Linked DNA regions of Mus musculus: region 2 is linked to region 1. The links are chromatin contacts, called in public Hi-C maps. All regions are on one chromosome and are shown on one strand. Each heading gives the region's core, a stretch centred on a gene start, on an enhancer-like site or on the middle of the called end of the contact. The rest is flanking DNA. Distances are from core to core; before and after follow the strand shown. Region 1 has its middle 20 kb from the start of Gm34259. Region 2 has its middle 4.9 kb from the start of Gm34507.

Region 1 (3,389 bases), core at 510-3,009:
GTCCAGTGAACTTGACCAAAGGCATTTATGGAAGGGTGCATGTCCCAAAGGGTATGGGGTGACAGAGCCCTGAAAATGCACAGGTACCTGAGACCCACTCAAGGATTGAGGTTGCAGTTACACCCTTTGATCTACATTCAGTTGTTGCTTCTATACCTGGTAGAGGCAGAGCTGGGAACCATGCCATCACTAAAGACAAACAACACTCCAAATTGTGTATGAGCAAGCCTAGTACATTCCATGTTATGGATAACTGGCACTTCCTGGGGTAAACAGATTGGATGTGATTCTCTGTGTATTACTAAGGGATGACATTACCGGGGTTCTTAGATATAATTTTAAACAAAACACTTTTAATTTTCACTTTGGGCTCTAAGGTTATTTTACAATTATAGTGTGACTCTCAGGATCCCAGAGTTCAATTACCTACTTTAAAATAGGAATATCAATGTACAAAAGTATTTTCTATTGTTTAAAAGATGGACTTATGTATTAATAGATACATATAACAAATATAAACAACGTCAAAAAGCAAGAAAGGCAATCACATATTTAAAAACTCTTTTATTACTATTCAACAAGGGGGAAAATTGTTCTATTGTGCCACTTAATGGAAAGCATTCTGGAGGGAGCAGCTGCTGACATCACTGCTAACATGGCACAAGAGTGTTCATGGTTTTATAGAGCATTTTAATTCTTTTATGCACTGTTTCTATCACTGTATCCCATTTCATTGTGTGAGTTTTCTATTTTCTTCTGGATAATATCATGTTTCTGGGTTTTACTCTACGAGAGGGATGCTGGCTTGCCTGTGACAACTCATCCCGCTTGGTAGTCATGGTTGGTGGAGCCTTCTAGGCTGTCCTTTGTGTCTCTTCTCCCTTGTCCTCATTTGATCCAAAATGAAGATACTATCTTGTCATTCATCCCTCGTAAGAGAGAAAGCAGAGAGAAAAAAAAAGCCAGCCACAGTGTCCTAGCCCCTCTTTCCAGTTTAATTTGTGGAGGCGGAGCCAAGGGGGATCTGTCAGACTCTTCTTGTTTCCAAGAAGAAGGTCTTCCGAGGCACTTCATGCCTCTGTGTGGGGATACGAAGAACAAGACACATTTCATAACTTTTCTGCAACCCTGACAACTGTGCTCTCCTGAGGCTTCCTAGGGACTAGAGTGCCCTTCACAGGCAATGGCCAGTTCCTGGCCCTGGATCTCCAGCAGGTTACAGACTTTCTTCTGTTCTTGTTCTCTTTCTGACCAGCCTTGGGCTCTGCGTGCCCTGCGTGCAGGAGGCCAGACGGTCTGCAGCATGGTGGAGCATCCAGGGACCTCCTCTTCCTGTTCATCTCTGTGGGACCGGAGGTGGCAGCTGGGGATGAACATGGGTCACTTCAAGGCGTCTGGCAGAGAGTGCTACATCTGTTCCTACTACCAGCAGACAGGATGAAAGTAATTATATCCAGGTCCTGGATAAAACGCCAATGCTCGAAAACATAATGCAGACTACTGTTCTTCACTAGAGAGGATCTGTTAGTGTCACAGAAGCTCTGGTGTGGGCCTCTCTAATGAAGTCAGCATCTCCACAGGGCACAGTTGGAAGGTGTTGCTGGGAGCTGAGGCACACTCCCATTCAGACCACTGGCTTATAGAAAAGCATCTAGAAGTGTCTGGAGGCCGAGTAATGAGCCAGGCTGGGTATCTTTTCTCCGGGCCTTTTGGCTCCCTGGCACCAAGGGAGGGCTTGGAATGTTTGGAGCAGAGAGCTGGATGGTGGGAAGATAGGTACATGGGATAATGTGCAGAGTCCCATCATGCTTCACTGTTCAAGGGGCCACTGCCAGGTGCCTTCGTGAGCGAATGAGGGCAGCGGCAAGAGTCAGGACCAGAAGTAGGCAGATGTCTGCCCCCTTCTGTGTCTGCTGCCGATTGGCCAAGTGACTATAACACGCCTACTTGATTTTTCTGGGTTTACCTTCTTACCTAGAAACAGAAGATGAGACCAGGTAGGGGGTAGGTAACAGCTTCTGAACTCCAAGGTTCAAAAGTGTTTCTGAAAAACAAAAAAACAAAACAAGAAAAAAAACCATGACTGCTCAGGTGACTCATCTCATTTTAGTCCACCCAGCAGGGAAGTAGGGACAGAGATACCTCCAACATCCCATGACCCAGTTACCCCGATGCAGCTTGGCATATAAGTTACCCTAGCCCTAGTGCAAATGGGACTGTTCGGTCATGCGTATGTACACAGAAAGATAGACCGCTCAAGTGTGTCATATGGTATGCACATCACAGAAATGTGTTCATGTCAAATGTCATCTTGCTACCTGTCTCTTCAGTGAACTTGTTCGGACCCCAGGGGACCTTTGTATCTTTCAGAGTCCACACCCAATACCTTGGATATGGAGGCAGATAGCCACCCATCGCAAGCAAGGCCTTAGTAACCACCTTTGGGGCTGTCTTTCACTAACTGTAGGGGCCTGAACGAGTGACTTCATATCTCCAGGTTACCATTTACTCCCATGGAAAATAGCCATAATAATAACATCTCCTTGGTAAGTGTTTTCAGAGCTAAATTGAGCAGTACATGATAAATCTTTAGTGCAGTGTCTGGCCCATGAAAAGGTCCAGTAAGTGTTTACTAGACATTCTGGATGTAATTTCATTAAATTCCGGGTATAATTTCATTTTTCCCATGTCTGTCATTTAACTGATCACTGTGATGTTTGCTATTATGCACATTGCTGCACTGACCACTTTCTAGGTGAGTTAGATAGCTGTCTGTGCACTTAAGACATGTTCCTAAAAGCACAGCCTTGGAGCTGAAGAGCATGCGTGCTTCAGCACTATCAATACACAGAGCCAAACTGGCTTATGGGAAGGTGGAAGTTGCCCATGAAAGTAGCTATTCCCCATACCCATAGCCAGTAGATACTAAACATACTTACTGTCCTTATTTTTCTAATTCACTATAGGGTCTACCTCCTTATTGTTTTTGGAGGGAGGCTGGTCTGGAACTTGTTTGTAGCCCATGCTTGTCTCAAACTTGTGGCTATCCCCTGCTTAGCCTCTTGAGTAGCAGGATTATAGCTGTGAGTCAGCAGGGCACAGCCTAGCTGCTTCCTTGATTTGTGAGGGTAGCAACTCTTAGCTTTCATATGCTAACACCCAAGAGAGACAATTGCCAGTCAGGCACATTTCAAATTCAAGCCATACCACTCTTCCTTTGACCCCCCAAAGCCTCATATTGAGAGCATTTGTCTCCTGACTGGTAGCAGCACTGTATTGAGAGGCTGTGAAATATTTAGGTGGCAAAGAGGCCTTTGTGGTGGCAGTAGGTCACTGAGGGCTGGCCTTGAAGTTTACACCAGGCCCTTGGTTCCTATCTAACTCTCTCT
Region 2 (3,389 bases), core at 437-2,936, 310 kb before region 1:
AAACATCATCTAACTGACTTTCCAACAACCCTTAAAATTTCCTCTTCAGCCATACTTCATACCTTAAGATCTTTTTGTTGTCTTTCAAAACAGGGTCTTGTGTAGCTCAGGCTGATCCTGACCTCACTATGTAGCCAAGGCTGGTTGATATCGGCAATCTCCTATTTCTAGCTTTCAAGCACTAGGATTGATTTCAGGCTCATACCACAGAGTTATATAATAAGATGCTTTAAAAAAATCCTTTTTGTTTTTTTTTTGGTTTTTTTTTTTTTTTTTTTTTTTTGAGACAGGGTTTCTCTGTATAGTCCTGGCTGTCCTGGAATTCACTTTGTAGACCAGGCTGGCCTCGAACTCAGAAATCCACCTGCCTCTGCCTCTCGAGTGCTGGGATTAAAGGCGTGTGCCACCACGCCCGGCTAAAAAAATTTCTTAGCAACTCTTTTAGCATTTCTTTTTGTTTGTGTGTCTTTGTACTATGTGTGTGTACATGCACGATGGTTGTATTTATGTGTTTGTGTGTGATAATGTTTACGTACCACGGCGGGCATCTGAGTAGAGGCCAGAGGGCATCAGTTCTTGCCTTCCGTCTTGTTATGGCATCTCTCTTTGGCTCCATGCTGCCAACTCCAGGCTAAATGGCTCACAAGATTTCTGGGAGATTCTTCTGTTTCCCATCTCCGTGTGAGACTGCTGGGATTACAGTCTTGCGGTAAAGTGTCTGGCTTTTACATTCCGGGGATCTGAACTGGGAACTCAGGTCATTCTACTTGCACAAAGACTGCTTTGTACCTGCTTAAAACAATACTGAGAGCTTCGGAGGCAGAGGCCATATCGCTGTTCTCATCCCTAATTCCACGGGTGCTGCCTAGAACAGTTTTGCATGTTGAAAGTAAAGCTAGCTAGTGGACATCTTTGAGTTAATAAGGGCAGACGGTGCAGTGCTTGGATTCCAGAGATGGAAAGTATGGCTTGGTAATCTCAGGTTGCCAACTTAAGTTCTTTAAAGTCCAGAAGCTTCTTTGGTAAAATGGAAAAAGTATACTTACCTGCTAGATTCATTTATACGATGAAACAATGTATGTGAAGTGCTTCATCTAATGTTCATATGTAACGTAGAAATAATATAGTTGTGTTACATATGATAAATAATATGCATGCATCTATCATCTATCTGTTTTGTTTTTATTACAGAGATTTCTCCATCCCTGGAGCCATGCCTCCCTTAACCACACTCCTAAAAAAATCTATTATCTATCTAATCTATCTATCTATCTATCTATCTATCAATCAGTATGTGTCTATTTATTTATTTTATGTGTATGGGTGTTTTTCCTGAATCCATATTTATACACATATGTGTCTGGTAGCCATGGTGGTTACAGAGGTTAACATATGGCCTAGTCTAGAGTTACAGATGTTTGTGAGCTGCCATGTGGGTGCTGGGAATTGAGCTCTGGTTCTCTGCAAGAACAAGTACACTTGACCATGAGGTCATTGCTTCAGCCTCCCCCTCCCCCGACCGCATGTGCTTTACGCACATCTTTATGATGTCTTTCTTTGAATATGCAGCAAGCATCTTGTTGCCTCCTCCTGAATTTCTTGGAATCCTGGCTCTTGAGACATTTCCTCTCAGGACATGACTGTAATCTTCAAGACTGAGGAACTGGGTCTAGGTGAGATCATTTGTAGGTGGGCTGGTTGATATCATGCAATCTGCTTCCAGCAGTGTTCCAGCAGCCAGCAGATAGCATCGACCTTCAGCCTTGACAGTTGCCCATCTGGTTTTTCCCTCCTGTTTAATGCCAGCTGCTGTCTAATCCCAAATCAGAACTACCCAGTTGAGCTCGCCCACAGCGCTGTGAAGAGTCAATAAATAATAAATGTGTAAGATAGGCTGTGCACCAAATGTGCACTCCAAATTTTGTGTGTTGGAAACTTAATAACCAAAATCTTGTGCTAACGGCTCTTGAAGGGGTGGAGCTTTTGCAGCTTCATAAGTTGCTGAGGGAGTGGCTGTGTTGTAAAACACACTTGCTCTGTGCTATTGTGGGATGCTCTCTGCCACATTACGATCTAGCAAGAGAGCCTACATCCGAAACTGAGCAGATGTGGCTGCTAGTCTTGGATTTCTGGCCTCCAGAACTGGCAGCTAAAGAGATTTCTCATCTTTATAAATTTCTTGGTCTTAGGTGTTTAGTCGTAGCAATAGAAAATGACAGAGACAACTGGTTTTTATGACATTTTTAAATTTTATGGTAAGTACTAAACCCATTTGTTTAATAAATATAGATGGAATAACCTAGCTGCTTGGTAGGTTTTTCTTGAGCTCATTCTTCCTGTCCCTGCTACTCTTCACCTACAGAAAGCCTGATAGCATTGATCCCCGAGGTTGCTTAAGCCAAATACAGGCTACAAAGAATCTCTCATGCTCTTTTCTCAGGAGTTTGGAGCCTAAATTGGGGAAAATTTATTTATTTAGTAGAAAGGGAAGTTTTTTTTTTCTGTTGTGAAATTCATACCTGAGTGTTATATTCCCATCTCCCCCAGCTCCCTCTTAAATCCATGATCCATTCTTTAATTACCATTGTGTGTCCTCCGTGTCCACTCGGTTCTCTCTCACCTACCCACAAGATAAAGATGCCACTATTCATGGGGCTGGCTTGCCAGCTGGATTGTTGGGATTCACGGATTTTACGATAGATAGGACTATTGATTGCTTCTGTCCTTTGGCAGCTTACACAGCACTTCTGAAGTCTGTGAGCGAGCCCTCAGGGAGGAGGCCTCCAGTCAGCCCCTGCTCAAGTCCTCCAAGTGCCAAGGTTGGGAAGGTGTGTTCTCTTCACCTAGAGGAGCTTACCCAAGGTAAATGGTAAAAGTGCGTATTGTTCGGGGGTCTCTCTGGCTCCACTGACCAAGAATTTGAAGGCAGGTTTCCCATTCCTGGCCCTGGGTTTTTGTTAGAAACTCTATGGTTCTCAGGCAAAGCATCATTCCCCTTGACATAACTCCAGGAAGAAAATCTGATCTAAGCTGGATGGTGTGGCACAGGTCTTTAATCTAAGCACTCAGGAGGCAGAGGCAGGTAGATCACTGAGTTTGAGGCTAGCCTGGTATACAGAATTAATTCTAGCATAGCCCCAGGGCTACACAGAGAAACCCTGTCTCAAAAAGTCAACTAACTAACTAACTAACTAACTAACTAGCTAATTAACTAATATGATCTATATGAATTTTATGAGTAAGCTTATAAAATGTTTCTGTATGACTTTATCAAACATCCTTAGTGCTATCTATTTCTTACCCCACACTCCCATATTATTAGTCTTTCCTATAATGGCTAATCTTGGTTGTCAACTTGACGAACTTGGGAAGAGGGAAACTTCACCGAG

What was found. A called contact is a pair of places that touch in the nucleus more often than the background predicts.
Region 2: a Hi-C map of the N1E-115 cell line shows a contact between it and region 1, with 3 times the contacts expected there. The contact joins two enhancer-like sites. A contact is called at or near these places in 1 of 15 datasets of contacts at CTCF or cohesin (the NIH/3T3 cell line), 1 of 484 Hi-C or Micro-C datasets (the N1E-115 cell line) and 1 of 115 datasets of contacts at active chromatin or transcription factors (large pre-B cells).

Annotation. Positions count from the first base shown.
Region 1 is chr17:4,590,816-4,594,204 of GRCm38.p6, reverse strand. No RefSeq gene overlaps it. Among named protein-coding and RNA genes, the nearest start is that of Gm34259, 20 kb to the left of the region's middle. Within about 2 kb of position 1,759, at least 2 of the 459 cell types and tissues checked have an H3K27ac peak or open chromatin away from gene starts, as enhancers often do. A contact at or near this core is called in the N1E-115 cell line, where this site is marked.
Region 2 is chr17:4,901,683-4,905,071 of GRCm38.p6, reverse strand. No RefSeq gene overlaps it. Among named protein-coding and RNA genes, the nearest start is that of Gm34507, 4.9 kb to the left of the region's middle. Within about 2 kb of position 1,686, at least 5 of the 459 cell types and tissues checked have an H3K27ac peak or open chromatin away from gene starts, as enhancers often do. A contact at or near this core is called in the N1E-115 cell line, where this site is marked.